Regions from separate parts of the Mus musculus genome. Here regions 2, 3 and 4 are each linked to region 1. A link is a contact called in public HiChIP or PLAC-seq and promoter capture Hi-C data. All regions are on one chromosome and are shown on one strand. The core of a region is the stretch at or near the end of the contact, and the rest is flanking DNA. Distances in the headings are between cores, read along the strand shown.

Region 1 (3,736 bases), core at 319-2,818:
GGCCAGAGGAATGAGGCCAAAAGACAACTGAAAACTCGGTGAGGGAGGGTTCTGGTTTGGGCAAGTTTGACAGGGTCCCTCCCTGTACTGCTAGATTACAGGTTTACTGTAGCCCCAGGTGGTGGATGATAAGGCAGGGCCCCTGCCCTGCGGACTCCGTGTGACAGACCCCGCAGGGCCCCTGCCCTGCGGACTCCGTGTGACAGACCCTGTAGCGGCTGGGTTGGGCTGATTGGATGACCCAGAACGGGGAAGGTGGCCTGAAGCTGCATGGGGGCTATGACTCCACATCAAGGAGCAAGACCTCGTTTTGTTGAGGGGTTGCCTGTCGAGATGGGGTCCAAGGTCACCCCACGGTCTGTCTTCACAGCTGACTATATAGTGCTGCAGTTCGGCCGCGTGGCTGAGGACGCCTTCACCCTAGACTACCGGTACCCGCTGTGTGCTCTGCAGGCCTTCGCCATCGCCCTCTCCAGCTTCGACGGGAAGCTGGCCTGCGAGTGACCCCCCACAGCTCCTCAGCGCTGGGAAAGCATTCGGTTGGGGGTGGCAAGGTCCCTCCCCCACAGCTCCCATGGAAGGGCTCACCCCTCTCCGTGACCTCCGGGCATTTCCCCCCTCCACTCCCCCAGCCTGGCACCGGCTGAGGCAGAGGGGATGGAGATGAACATCTGGTCGCCCAAAAGTACTTGCCTCGCCCCCTCCTCCCCAGTCACTTCCTGTCAGAGAGCCGGAGTCAGATGTTCGAGGCCCCTCCGACCCCGCGCTGGGGGGTTTGTAGGGGGTGGGGAGGGGACGATGGTGAAGCAGAGCCAGGGACCCACATCCCCAATAAAGTCACGTCCGAGGCTGAACGCATCGGTAGTTTCTGGATTCATGTGTGTAAACTCAGGTGCCTGCGTTGGCCCCGCGCTCCCGCGTCCCCTTCTGTTCTATGGAACCTCGTCAAGCGCACAGGGTCCGGGCCCCCGACTCTCCGCCAGTAGGGAGGAGAGGGAGGGCCCTAGAGGTAGAGGAAGAGGGAGAAAGGGAGAAATTCGAGAAACAAGCCACTCGGGGAGAACCAGACAAACCGGGTCCGGGCAGGGCGGAGCCAAGTCTGAGGCCCCGGAGTGGGGGGCGGGCTCTGGGCGGGAGGGGAGCTGCAGAGGCCTGGGCTGCCCGGGACCCGAGTAGAAGGGTGGGGAGCCCGAGACCCCGTGCGCGCTCGGGTCATTTGGATGCGGAGGACGCGGCTCCCCAGGACCCTAAACACCTCCAAGGAGTTCAGCCTAGGGGGCAGAGCTCTCCTCTTGGCTCCGCCCCAGACCTGATCCCTCTAGATTCAGCGGAGTACCCACAAGGGGGTTGTGTAGGGGAGGTGGGAACTCTGAGACGACGAGCGAGGAATGGGGTGCGCGGGAGTGTGAATCCACAGCTACGGGCGTTCTTGGGACTGGGTGGTTAGAGAGACAGCAGGCCCCGGCCCGCCTTAGATCACTCCCCCCAAATAGCACCGCCCACCCGTGGGCCCGCCCGCCGTTGGCCCCGCCTACCGGTCCCGCCCCTCCCGCCCGCAGCCCCCACCCCCCGCCCGGCTCCCTCAACACAAACTTTCCGTCCCGCTCGCTCCCTCCTCCGCGCCCAGCACCTCCCGCTCCGGCCGGGCTCATTCCGTACATTCCGGCCATCCCCCTGCCCACGACCCCCCTTCCCGGCCCCCCTCACTACTCCCTCGGGCCCGGCGGAGCGGCCCGGCGGAGCGCCCCCCGGAGCTCGGAGCAGGTAAGCCCGGGGAATGCAACTCGGAGGCCTCGCGCGCAGAGGTGACTGCTCTGCTCGGGTGGCTTCTGGATGGCGGGGACCCGGGACACTCTAGGGGTTCTGAGCTATTGTCCAGCCCGCGCCGGAGCCCAGGACCTGGGTGCCGGGAACTTTGGAGGGAAGGGGGGAGACGCTCTCCGGGAAGCCCCGCCCACCCACCCCACCCCCCCGCGACCCGGAGGCTGGGAAGCCCGGAGTGTCCCGGGTGCCCGGGCCTGGCCCCGCCGTGTGCCGGGGTGTGCGCCCAGAGCCGCGGGCTTGGAAGGCCTGCGCCGGGACTCGTATCCGGGGCGCCCTTTGGACTCCCGAGAGCCCGCGAGCCCCGGGCTCCACGCAGGCCTTAGCCAGGGCGCGCCGGTGTGCGCGCTGCTCGCGGCTGCGCTGGGACCCGGCCCGGGTGTCTGGAAGCCACAGTGTGAGCCCGGAGCGTGTGCGCACCCAAAGGCGTGGGGGGACGCCTGTCCCCTACAGTTCTGCCGCCCGCCTCGGGGCGAGTCCCAGCTCCTTGCTCCAGGAGCCTCGCTCGGGACGCGGCTGGATTTGGGGCCTTCCCCGCACTTCTCCGGAGAACTTGTTAAGGCAATTGTGGGCGACAGGGCTTCCCTTCCCACTCGGGTCCTCTCCATTGTCTGTCACGTCTTTATTCCTGCCTGGGAAGGGAGGCTGGAGCGCTGATGTGGGTCTGTTTTCTAGCCCCAGCAGGCCTTCGGGGCAGTGTCACTTTAGCCCCTACTCTACCCGCCCCCCCCCCCCCCCCCAACAGGGGCCCTGATTGAGGGCTTAGTTTTTTAAAGAGCAAGAGGGAACGAACGAAGCCTAGGGCCGGGCTTCTCAGGGCCTGTGTCCCTCTCTCTGTATCTCGAGCTCTCTCCAGGTAGGGGCAGAACCAAGTCAGGCCTGGACTTGTAGCCTAGCCCGGAGGATGGCGGTGGGGGCTGGACACAGCTTTGAGGGACTGGTGTCCATGGTGGCTCCGTGTATTTGAACTCTCGTAGCCTGGATCTGTACACACAGGGTTTTGCCTCAGTGCTGGGGTCTGGGACACCCCTACACTCACAACCAGCTGCGGGCTGCTGCCAGGAGGGAAAGCAGCTATTAGTTGAAGGTGTAAGGACTATGCCTCTGCCCTTCCTAGTCCCCAGACCTCCTTCTCCTGACACTTGTTAAAGCAGTTGAGGGCATCCGGTCTTCCCTTCCCACTCTGGTCTTCCCCGTTGTCTGACAAGCCTTTTCTTCCTTCATGGGAAGGGTGAGGGTCTGTCTACTTATCCCTTGGGCCAAGAGTGGACAGGAGACTGAATTACCCCCCTCCTCAGGGAGGGGCTGGAAGCCAGGCCTTCCCCACCTCCAGGGAGGGAACTGTAATTAATGCTAATTAGCACTTTGGGGAACAGAATGGCCAGTGGTTGGCAGGAAATCTTTTGAGTGCACACACACACACACACACACAGGTGTGTGTCTATCCAGAGTCTCTCATCCACCATCACTGAATTTTTAGACCCTAACTAGTTCTGCTGTCGGGAGAAAAGAAATACGCATAAAAAGATAGCTCCACCAAGGGCAGGAGCTGGGTCTCTGGTTTGCTGCCCACTGTATTGGTAGCTCTTCAGGTGCTTGGTCCCTCATCCCACAGGCCCATCATGGAAGCTGAGCCTAGAGGGGTCTAGAGGGATGGGTGGGTCGCCCGGGACAGTGCAGGGAGGGCTGGGAGCAGAGTGTGGGGAAGGGCATGTAGTCAAAGCACGGTGGCCTGAGACAGAACTGAAGGGCCAGGGGAGGCTGTGTGTGGAGTTGGGGATGCTTGCCCTTGTAAGTGGGGTTCAGAGGTCACTGGATGGCTACTTAGAGCCTTTCAGGGCCCCCACAGTTCCATGTAGGAGCTTTTGCTGGAACAGCAGCCACCAGTCCTGTCCTGGGTGGATCTGGAGAAGCT
Region 2 (3,736 bases), core at 784-3,283, 490 kb after region 1:
ATAGAAAAATTGCCTAAAGCCAGGCATGGTGTCCACTGCCAACCACTCCAGCACTCAGGAGGCTAAGGCAGGAAGCACAGTAACTCCAGCTACAAAGTAAGGGAGGCACTGCCTCAAGAGAGAGACAGAAGGACCGACCGACAGACAGACAGACAGACAGACAGACAGACAGACAGCAAGAGACAAAGAAAAGGTCAGCAGAAAGGCTCAACAGGGCAAAGTGTTTGCCTCACAAGTCTGATGACCTGGGTTTGATCCCCAGAACACATTGTGAAAGTGGAACTAGACAATGACTCCCCAGAGTTGCCCTGCAACCTCCACTAGCACACTGTGGCACTTCTGCACCTCTCTGAACGCACACAAAACAACACACACATACCCAATAAGAACAATTAGCCACACAAGTTGTAACCCCCAAAATGCCCGGTGTCCTACTGGGCGCTCTGTGAGGCTCTTAAATAAATCTTTCAATATAAAAACACATGGAGTCTTCTAATTTATCACTGTCTCACCACATGGTCCAAGTTGGCTGGGAACTCTACTGTAGGCTGGCCTTAAAACCCCACTCCTCCTACCTCAGCCTCCAAATGCTAGGACCTCGGGGGTGTGTGCACCACAGCAGCCTAGATAGTCTTTGACGTATCTACTACTACTATCTAGTTTGAAAGAGATAAACGTTGAAGAGGAAGTGCCCAGACTCCAGGAGCCGGCCCTTCAGTCATGCACATAACAGTTAATCAAACAAGGTATCTGAATCTAGCTAATAAATGTCTAAGATCACATAAGCCAATGTCAGCCAGGCAACGGGGGACACCACGTCAGGGACAGAGGCTCACACAAGCCCTGGTGTTCCATGTTGACTGGCAACACTCACACACACCTCTTGAAAACCACTAGTCACTGTGCTGCCAAACTCTGGATCACTAGAGCCTCTGAGACAACCTAAATTAACAACCATCACCAAGCTAGAATAAGCAGCGAAAACCAACTGCAAAGCTAGCTCCCAATTTTCGCAGCCACCCATTCTAACAAGCTGCATCATCACGCAGAGACCAGGAGTCCTTCAGATATAGCTGAAAAGTGTCTTGCCAGCTAACCCGTCATGCCCCAAATACAGAGCGACAGGACAGCTTAACAGGAGGCCACAAAGCACAAGTGGACACTGGCTGTCAAACAAACCTCCATGGCATCTTAAAGGGAAGGCTGCTGAAACTTTATCCCCCACCTCCGCTGACCTTTCTCCAATCCGTCTGTGTACGGAGAAGAAAGCGGACCCAGAAAGGAGGGAGGTCCGAAAGGACGACCAGCCTCGGGTGAAGGGTTTATATCTTTTCAAGAGTGATGCAACAGGGTCAGACAGAAGAGGAGGAGCTCGCCTCACAGAAGGAGAAAGCCGGCGTCGGCGCTGCAATCGAAGGGGACCTGGGTAATCCAGCACGGAGCGGCAAAGCCAGAAATGAACCGGCGCTGGGCGGCTCGGCAGGCGGGAAGAGGCCTCCAGGGCTGGCCTGCCAGGTTCCGTGCGGGTCTGGAAGGTACGGCCAGGAAAGGGCTGGGTGACCCGCGCCGAGGAAGGAGGCGGCGACGGGGGTGGGGAGGAAGGTGGCCCGGGCGAGGGAGTAATGCAGCGCCGACAACGGCCCGCAAGAGTTGAATCGCGCCTGCAGGGAGCCGCTCGCCCAGAGCGGCCGGAGGGAGGTCGGAGGGCTCGGAAAAGGACCGAGTACGCGGGGTGGCGCTCTCACCGGGACAGATGCTTCAAGATCTGCTTCTTAATGATCCCGGCCATGCTGCAGCCCGGGCCCGCGTGGAATGCAGGCAGACGGGCAGCCGTGGCCTCCTCAGTTGTGGAAAAGAGGCGTCCTCTCACCTCGCCGCGGCGCGGGCACCGGCTGCCGTAGCCACAGTGGCCGCCATGGCTCTCTGTCGCCCCTAACTCAGCGCCAGGAGTTCCGCCGCGTTCCCACCCGCCCGTGCGGCGCCGCAGGATCCCGCGGAGCAGAACCCAGACCGCACGCCACCCTCCGGGATCCCCGTGGCGAGAGCGCACGGCGAGGGGCGGGGACGCGCGCGGCGGCACAGGCGCAAGGGATGAGGGGCGGGGCGGCGGGAGCTCAGAGGCATAGGGGGCGGGGCAACTGCGCGGGGCGGGGCTTACACGCTCAGAGGCGGGGCTCACTCTTCCAGAAGGTAGATGGTGGCATTCGCCTTTACTCCGAACTCTCCAGAGCCAGAGGCAAGCAAATATAGGACCTTGAGACCAACCCTGTCTACATGGGGACTACCAAGACAGGGTTACATTAAGAGACCTTGTCTCTTCTGAGTTCGAGGCCAGCCTGGTCTACAAAGTGAGTTCCATGACAGCCAGGGCTATACAGAGAAACGCTGTCTCGAAAAACCACAAAAAAAAAAAAAGACCCAAGAAATCTAACCTTTAATGCTTCCAGTTTCAAGAAAAATATCTGCAGTTATTAAGCTGCTAAATACATAAGGCCTCCGTGATAAAGTGCTCGCCAAGCCTTGGGCCACTCCATTAAACACAGATGGAGGCTCCTTCCACTCTTCACTGTATCCAGGAGATACTCAGATACCATCTGACCAAAGCTACAAAACTGGGGCAAGGGCTGAATCCTGTTTCCATGCATGACAATGGCTCAGTGCAGGATCTCATTTCCCAATGCACCATTCTGACAAACTGCTGAGGTCAAAACGCCGAACAACCACAGCAAACCTAACCAACATACTTTGCTTAAAGCCCCCTTTAGGAAATTTAAATGTCTATTGATCATTAGTACATGACTCAATATACTTAACTGCCTTTTGAAAAGGGAGCAATGGAAATGAGAGCCAATGTCTTTAATTCTCGCTATTTCGTGTGGTTTTGCTTTCTTGGTAAGTTTGGCGGGAGTAGGAATTAATTACATCAAGCAAATGAGGTAAGTACTCCACTCAGACGCACCGCCCCCCAAAGACGGAGTGTTTTTATTTATCTGTGCATTCCTATGTGAGTGTGAATGTCATGTGCCCACAGAGACCAGAAGCTGTCAGATTCTTTGGCACTGGAGTTACAAGTAGTTGTGAGCCACTTGGTGTGGGTGCTGAGCACTGCACCTAAGCCCTCTAGAGCAGCACTTAGCAGGGAGCCATCTCTCCAGTCCCCAGGTCTTTTAAGTTTACTCTTGGAGCCCAGCGTGGTGGCGCAAGCCTTTAATCCCAGCACTCTGGAGGCAAAGGCAGGCGGATTTCTGAGTTTGAGGCCAGCCTGGTCTACAAAGTGAGTTCCAGGACAGCCAGGGCTACAAAGAGAACCCCTGTCTCGAAAAACCACCAAAAAAAAGTTTACTCTTGGTTGAGATTGAGACAAGGTATCCAGATATAGCCCTAGATGGCCCAGGGATTGCTATGTAGATAGACCAGGATGTGGCCAAAGTGGCAGCCATCCTCCTGTCTCTGCCTCCTGAGCGCCAAAAAATGTGGCTGTTCACACCACACCTGGCTATACTGTTTTAGTCACTGCAACTAACATTCATTGAGCTTTCACAAGCTGTCGTAAGTTCCTTCTGAAACTTTATTCATAACTAGCAATGTTTCCAGATTGAGATTTAATTTTAATTTTAAACACTGAGACAAAAAACATGGCACAAGCCTTTAGTCCCCACAATCAGGAGGTGGAAAAACAGGTGGATCTACTTGAATCTGAAGCCAGCCTGGTCTACAGACTGAGTTTCAGGACAGC
Region 3 (3,736 bases), core at 639-3,138, 420 kb before region 1:
CTCCGAAGGGAAGACGCAGGGGTGAAGACATCCAGAAGCCCAATGACCTGGAGAGAGGCCACCAGTGAGGGTGCGCTGCCAACGCCATTCTTCCCTGTCCTGAGGGTCTCAGCCACCCAGGGCCACCATCCAGGTCACCCTCTGCTACGGAAGGTGGCCCCAGCTGGCATGGGAACAGTTTGGGGGCCCAGGCAGAAGAGGACATTTGCCTGGGCTGGAGAGATGGCTGAGAACAAGGTAAGTTTGATCCCAAATTTGGGGTTTGGGGTGAACAGTCCCACTTGTAACTAACAAATCTTGAGGGTCAAGGGGGGAAGAGGAGAGAAGGATGAGAACTCCAGGTCCTTGGGACTCTGGACCTCAGCTCTAGCCTTGGACCCCGGGTCTCTAGCCACATCTGTCAGTCTGTCCAGAGCTAGAGGCAAGTCCCCTCCACCTCGAAGCTGGAGGCCACTGAGGAAAGGTTATCTGAAAGGATTAGGGTTCACGATGTACAAGGCTCTATTTGAAATGGACCCTAGCCCTTCTGCCTGGCCCAGAGCTGGGTCACGGGGTCTGTTTCCATCAGACAGGATGGTCAAATGGTCAGGCACCAGGCTCTGCCTCCCGCCCCTTCCAACCTCAGCTCTGCCGCTGCAGAACCGGGGAAACCTTTCTGTGCCTTGGCATGTGTTACGGAGAGGATTATAAAAGTTAGCCAGCCCCCACCCCCGCATGCATTAAATACTCAGTATTTATTGTTAGACTTAGAGTGGCCAGAATGGAGGCAGCTTTAGCTCAAGTGCCCAGGCTCATCGGACTGGAGTCCTCACAGAACCAATCGCGAAGCTCCCCTGTGCCTACTTCCTCCTCACAATCAAGAAAAGGTTGTGTGTTTTCTGGGAAGCGAGCTGGGCAGGCCCTGGCATCTTCTCATTGGGCTCTCCTTAGAGAGCTGAGAAACCAGGGTGGAGCAGAGGAAGTTCTTTCTCCTGGCCCTGCGCGCACGACCCTGGGCAGGCCCCTCCTGGGCCCCTCTCCCTGCCCTCCGATCCCCGGCACATCCACACCCCGAGGCAGCCTACGTTCTCATGGTGCATGTGCTTCAAGAGCAGAAGCTCGCGGTAAGCGCGCTTGGCAAAGATCTCCGACTGGAAGGGCCGGCTCAGCTTCTTGATGGCCACCTTCTCCCCTGTCCGCTTGTCGATGGCCGAGCTGCGGGGTCACAGGCAGGTGAGGGGGAGGGGCGGCGCAAAGGGCCTAAACTGGAGATCCCTCCAGCCCTGTCCTAGGCCACCCCCATTCTGTGCTCCCCAGGCTGGCCGGAGACCAGCAGAAAGAGAGAGAGAGAGAGAGAGAGAGAGAGAGAGAGAGAGAGAGAGAGTGTGTGTGAGTAGGGGGCGACGCCAAGGAAGGGGCGGCAGAGCAAGGAGAGAAGCAGTTCTTGCTGACAGGATGCAGAGCAGGCCAGGAGTCCCTGCTCTGCGATTTGGCAAGTTCCCCTCTTGGGGCCTCATCTGCAACCGCAGGGATCTGTCCCACGAACTCCGAGATCCCTTTTAAAAAGTTACAGCCTTGGAGAACCAGATTCGCCAGCGACTCAACCCACAGGGGCCCCACTGCCACCGGGCTCACTCGGGGAGGCTGCCGAGGGGTGGCCCGTGGCTCCTCTGATTCCTGGGGTCCCCGGGTCTCACCACACCGCTCCATAGGCCCCGCTGCCGACGTGCGCGGGCGCCAGGTAGGTCTTGGGTAGCTCCCAGGCAGTCTTGTTGATGTCCTGCTTGTAGAAGCCCCTTTTCCGAGTGAGGCTCATCCCGGACCCCGTGGTGGCGGTCCTGCGAGGAGGTTGCGGTGGCTGCCCGCGGGCTCCCGGCCCGGGTGTCCCGCCGCGGTCCCCTCCCGCCCCGCGCCCGCTCCTCCCCCGTGGGGCGGCGCACCTGCCGCCTCGCCCAGGTACGTTCCCGCCCCGGCCCGCCCACCGCTCGCCCGCGCTCCGGACTCCGCCCATCACCGGCGAACGCCCCAGGCCCCACCAGCCACCTGCTGCAGGTGCTGAGGGAGGAGGGGGGTGCCCTGCGGGAAAGGGGTGCCTGCGAGGCTGCCTAGAGACTGTAGGAAGAGTTGGGAATGGGGTTAGGGCGCGGGGGGGGGGGCGCTCAACTTGTTGCTAGTTGGGCTAGTTTAAGAAATATACCCTTCACATGTAAGGCGTGGTGGCTCAGGTCTGTACTCAACACAGGAGATAGAGGCAGAGACAGGAGAATTGCTACGATTTTGAGTCCAGTTCAGTACATAGTTCAATGCCAGACTAGGTGAGACCCTGAGGAAGAAGGGAGAGGAGAGACTAGAGAGGAGAGATACAGAGAATGAACAGAGAAGGAAGAGAGGGATAGAAGAAAGGAGGGAGAGATAGAGAGGGTGGGAAGAGAGGGAAGGGGAGAAGAAGGGAGGAAGGGAGGGAGGAAGGAAGGATAGAGAAATAACGTCATTCTTGACTACGCAGTAAACTGGAGACCAGCATAGGTTACATAGTGAGACCCCACAGAAAGATGGAGAGGTTGTTCAGCAGGTTAGAGACTGCACCGCTCTTGAGGATGACCTGAGTTTGGCTTCCAGCACCCAGGTCATCATGCACATAGTTAAACAAAACAAATAAGCAAATAAATAAACAAAAATAGGCATCGTGGTGCACACGCCTTTAATCCCAGCACTTGGAAGGCAGAGGCAGGTGGATTTCTGAGTTTGAGGCCAGCCTGGTCTACAGAGTTCCAGGACAGCCAAGGCTACACAGAGAAACTCTGTCTCAACACCCCTCCTCCCAGAAAACCCTCCGGAGATCCCCAAACAACAACAACAACACAAGAACCCTACAATTCATGGGGTTCTACATGAGCTCCTGTGACCCCAGGACTCTTGTCTTTTCAGTAAGCAGGACTCTCAGATCCTAAGGCTCAGCGACTGACCAGGGCTCAGACTCTATTCCTCTTCCCCATTTTTCTGAAACAAACTCCAGGCATCCAATCCTTCTTCTCATGAGAGATTTGCTGTCTTACACCCAGAGTCGACGGCTGCTAATTCTACAGTCCCCAGAGTTCACAAAGATTTAAACATCCACCGGAGTTTGTTTGATACTGGTGGTGATGGTTTTGTTTTGTTTTTAGCTTTTTAAGATTAATTTATTTTATGTATATGAGTACACTGTAGCTGTCTTCAGACACACCAGAAGAGGGCATTGGATCCCATTACAGTGGTTGCTGGGAATTGAACTCAGGGCTTCTGGAAGAGCAGATAGTTCTCTTAACCGCTGAGCCATCTCTCCAGCCCGGTGGTGATGTTTTTATTGTTGTTGTTGTTGTTTTCTCGAGCAGGGTTTCTCTGTGTAGCCCTGGCTGTCCTGGAACTCACTTTGTAGACCAGGCTGGCCTCGAACTCAGAAATCCACCTGCCTCTGCTTCTCGAGTGCTGGGATTAAAGGTGTGTGCCACCAAGCCTGGCTGGTGATGGTTTTTTTTTTTTTTTTTTTTTTTTTTTTTTTTTTTTTTTTTTTTTCCATTTTTTATTAGGTATTTAGCTCATTTACATTTCCAATGCTATACCAAAAGTCCCCCTTACCCACCCACCCCCACTCCCCTACCCACCCACTCCCTGGTGATGGTTTTTAAGACAGTATCTCACTATGTACCTTAGCTGGCCTGGGACTTTCTATGTAGACTGGGCTGGTCTTTTACTCATAGATATTGCCCTGATTCTGCCT
Region 4 (3,736 bases), core at 730-3,229, 270 kb before region 1:
AGGCTAGAACTTTACGCACTGAGCCAACTCCCCAGCCCAAGTCCCACTTCTTCTTCTTCTTCTTCTTTTTTTTAAAAGATTTATTTATTTATTTTATGTAAGTACACTGTAGCTGTCTTCAGACACTCCAGAAGAGGGAGTCGGATCTCCTTACGGATGGATGTGAGCCACAATGTGGTTGTTGGGATTTGAACTCAGGACCTTCAGAAGAGCAGTTGGGTGCTCTTAGAGACATCTTACCTGCTGAGCCATCTCACCAGCCCCCAAGTCCCACTTCTTATAGAGCTGGGTTTTTGAGCCCCTACCCTAGCCAGCTGGAATATAGACATATGCACGCCACTTGAAAAGGCTTCAGTGGAGCCGGGTGTTGGTAGCGCACGCCTTTAATCCCAGCACTTAGGAGGCAGAGGCAGGCCGATTTCTGAGTTCCAGGCCAGCCTGGTCTACAGAGTGAGTTCTAGGACAGCCAGGACTACACAGAGAAACCCTGTCTCAAAACAAAAACAAAACAAAACAAACCAAAAACCCCCCAAACAGACAAACAAAACAACAAAAAGAAAATCACAAAAAAGATCTAAAGGAGAGTTCTGAAACACATGAAAAGTATACAATTCCAATTGCGAATTTCAGTGCCTACTATAAATCTCCACAGCAGTACCCACAGTCTATGTTTTGGAAGAAATACTGGGGTCTAGAGAGCCTCATGTTCCTCCCCCATCTCTCTCATAAATGCCTGCTGATTCTACTTTACTATAGGAGTTTTGATGCCTGAATCATTGGGTTGGGACAGCAAGATTCTGAGCACACAATCCTTTCCACGTTCTCATCTTTCTGTAATGGGGATAATAACTACCTTGGCCTGAAGTTGACATCAGCATCTAATAAGATCATGCACTTGACAGTATGGAAACACCCGGTAAGTCCTACGATGAAGAGAGTTCTTCAAGGAGAAAACAGAATTCCCATTCACACCCTTCCTTTAAGGCTTTCAACTTGCAGCTAGAAAATTCCCTTTAGAAGTGTTTGCTTTTACTTAAAATAATTGTTTAGCTTACTTATGGGTGAGGGGTTGTTGCATGTGCCATGGGTCCTGTGTGCAAGTCAGAGAGAGACCTGTGGGAATTGGCCCTATTTGGATTTGAATTCAGGTCCTTAAGGCACCTTTACTTGCTGAGCTGTCTTCTGGTCCAGTTCTTTTCTTTTTTTCTTTTTTCTTTTTTGGTTTTTCGAGACAGGGTGTCTCTGTGTAGCCCTGGCTGTCTTGGAACTCACTCTGTAGACCAGGCTGGCCTCGAACTCAGAAATCTGCCTGCCTCTGCTTTCCAAGTGCTGGGATTAAAGGCGTGCACCACCACTGCCCAGCTTCTGATCCAGTTCTTTTTTTTTTTTTTAATATTTTTTTATTACGTATTTTCCTCAGTTACATTTCCAATGCTATCCCAAAAGTCCCCCATACCGCCCCCCCATCCAGTTCTTATTGATTTATTTTGGGTCAGGATCTCATTATATATGCCTTGCTGGCCTGGAACTCATAAAGATACACCTGCTTCTGGAGTGCTGGGATTAAAGGCATGGGCTGCTGGCCCAAGGTTTTATCTTTAGAAGAGGACAGAGGCACACGTTCCCTCCTTCCAGCCTTTGTTCTGTGTGTATCCACATACAATTTAATTTCCCATTTTCTTTAATGTCTTAATTGGCCCTTACAACAGCTCAGACAGGAACTGGGATATGTTTGGGTTAAGCAGTTTTGCAGGCCGGGGAAACTGAGGCAAATCCCGACTGACTGCGGAGCCCTGCCTTTCCTCAGGAGGTAAGAACTTCAAGCCGCGCGCTTTATGGCGGGACACTAAAACCAGCTTCCCATTCAGGATCCCTCGGTCCCTTGCCCTCCACTCTCGTACACCCCGGAGCAGGTGGTAGGCTCTGTGTTCACCACGCAGGCGCGCGACGCCGTGTGGGGCGTGGTCGGGCGGGCCCGGAGGCGGGGCCGGCGCGCGCCGGGAGGAAGAGCTGGGATTTGGGCCGCGGCGGGAGCCCGAGTCGGCGTCACTCGAGTGCGCAGGCGCCTGGCGGTTACCGGTCTCGCCATGGAGCGGAAAGGTGAGCGGCGGAGCGGCCTCCGCCACGAGGAGCCACGGCGGTCCCCGACTGGGCGCCAGGCGCCTCTCTGGCCACTGTCGCGGCCCCCTGAAGCGGCGTCACTCTTGCCTCTCGCCCCTCGGCTGCGGCGTCCTCCGGCGCCCGCCGTCCCCGCCCCTCGCTCCGCAGCCCCCAGGCCGGGGCGGCGAGGCCTCATGGCCGGCCCGAGCCTCTTTGGGCGCGCCGGGCCTGGCAGCCGCTGTGCACCCCGAGCAGCCCGCCCCGCGCTCGGCCCGCAGCCTCAGGCCCGGTCGCCCTGCGTGCTCGCGCCGCTCCCCGCCTCCCACTTACATCGGCCCTTCATCCATCCCTCTCTCCCGCAGTGCTCGCGCTCCAGGCCCGAAAGAAAAGGACCAAGGCCAAGAAGGACAAAGCCCAAAGGAAGTGAGTCTTGTACCCCAACATCCCGCCCTTTGCGTTTCCTCGGGGACCTCCTCCCCCTACCGGGTTGTGCGCTTCGGGCGGTTCCCCCCCAACCCCTCCCCGCCACATGGTTACTGGGCCGCTGTGTGATTCGCCCTCCGGGAATCATGTGGAAGGTAGCTGGGTCTCCAGGCTCGGGTCTGCTGGAAAGACCCGGAGCCTGCCCGGCACCACTCGCCAACTCCATCGAGGAGGCCCAGGTGTGGCCCGGCAGCCGGAGCTGGCAATCATTACCTGCCTGTCTGTGAACTCTGCTCTTCCTTCCGTGCTCCGCAGCGTCTTAACTTGCCTCCTACGTCTGTCCGCACGCTACGCCATCGGGAAATTGTTGAATGAATTTTCCCTGTTTACCCTTGGCCCTGCCAACCACACGCTCGCTTGGGTAGAGGAGGACGGCCGGGAGTCTTCCTCGCGCCTGATTACTCTGCTTCCTAAGTCTGGGAGACTCTGTGGCGTTGCTGTCCACTCGGTGTGCCGGCTAAGTTATGCATTACCGGCGGGCCGTACTATCAGGTCCTCAGAGCAGTAACGTCGGAGTAATGTCCAGAGTCAAATTGCTGGTGCCGGTTGGGTGATTCCGGCTTGGTGGGCCTAGTGCTACACTTGCCCGATTTGATGTGTAATAGTGGTTTAGTGGTGTTGGGGGTGTGTGTGCACAAAAGAGGGCACAGTCTGATAGAAACGCTGGGTGGAGGCTTATTCAAGTGAGCTTAGCTGCTACCATTCCCACCAACGTCTTTGTTTTTTGAGATAGCCTTGGCTGACCTGGAACTCCCTATGTAGACCAGGTTGGCCTTGAATTTATCCTCTTGTTTTTGGCTCTGAGAATCCTGGGATTAAGGGGCATGTGCCACCACTGCAGGCTCACTGCCATTGTGAGCTTAGAAGTTAGCTTTACGAAGGATCTTGTACTAACATTTAGTTGCAGAGGTTCCTCCGGGTGGACTTAGAGAGTTCTCTGCTTAGCACTCTGTTTCAGAGGAACTGTTTTCTGTGTTTTCCCATTTATTTGGTGTTTTGTATTATCAAGCTGGGTCTGCACTGCTCTGCCACACATTAGAAGTCTTCCTAGGTCACCCTGCTGCGCGACTGTACCGGGGTGGAGTGGGTGGTGTTGCTTAGGAGACTCCCTGAAGTTTTTTGGGGGAGGCCGTGCAGTGACTTCTTTGATAAA

The links. HiChIP or PLAC-seq counts read pairs in DNA pulled down with a chosen protein or histone mark. Capture Hi-C pulls out chosen DNA fragments and counts their contacts.
Region 2: a contact with region 1 is called in an HNF4G HiChIP or PLAC-seq map of pancreatic cancer cells. The contact joins the promoter of Uhrf1bp1 here to the promoter of Tead3 in region 1. A contact is called at or near these places in 1 of 115 datasets of contacts at active chromatin or transcription factors (pancreatic cancer cells) and 2 of 9 other capture datasets (adipose tissue and liver).
Region 3: a contact with region 1 is called in a promoter capture Hi-C map of liver, with 2.4 times the contacts expected there. The contact joins the promoter of Mapk13 here to the promoter of Tead3 in region 1. A contact is called at or near these places in 1 of 39 promoter capture datasets (liver), 1 of 484 Hi-C or Micro-C datasets (embryonic stem cells) and 3 of 9 other capture datasets (adipose tissue, liver and pancreatic islet).
Region 4: a contact with region 1 is called in a promoter capture Hi-C map of adipose tissue. The contact joins the promoter of Srpk1 here to the promoter of Tead3 in region 1. A contact is called at or near these places in 5 of 39 promoter capture datasets (3T3-L1-derived adipocytes, the C10 cell line and liver), 2 of 484 Hi-C or Micro-C datasets (both in embryonic stem cells), 2 of 115 datasets of contacts at active chromatin or transcription factors (effector CD8 T cells and pancreatic cancer cells) and 4 of 9 other capture datasets (adipose tissue, liver, macrophages and 1 more).

Annotation. Positions count from the first base shown.
Region 1 is chr17:28,348,637-28,352,372 of GRCm38.p6, reverse strand. It overlaps Tead3 (TEA domain family member 3), which reads left to right and starts at 1,568. Exons shown (of 13, transcript NM_011566.4): 1 at 1,568-1,764. It overlaps Tulp1 (tubby like protein 1), which reads left to right. Exons shown (of 15, transcript NM_021478.2): 15 at 371-858. The coding sequence ends at 504.
Region 2 is chr17:27,854,804-27,858,539 of GRCm38.p6, reverse strand. Uhrf1bp1 (UHRF1 (ICBP90) binding protein 1) reads right to left here and starts at 2,033. Exons shown (of 21, transcript NM_001080769.1): 1 at 1,746-2,033. The coding sequence starts at 1,789.
Region 3 is chr17:28,767,469-28,771,204 of GRCm38.p6, reverse strand. Mapk13 (mitogen-activated protein kinase 13) reads right to left here and starts at 1,888. Exons shown (of 12, transcript NM_011950.2): 1 at 1,677-1,888; 2 at 1,065-1,194; 3 at 1-47. The coding sequence starts at 1,795.
Region 4 is chr17:28,620,764-28,624,499 of GRCm38.p6, reverse strand. It overlaps Srpk1 (serine/arginine-rich protein specific kinase 1), which reads left to right and starts at 1,979. Exons shown (of 16, transcript NM_016795.4): 1 at 1,979-2,100; 2 at 2,463-2,523. The coding sequence starts at 2,088.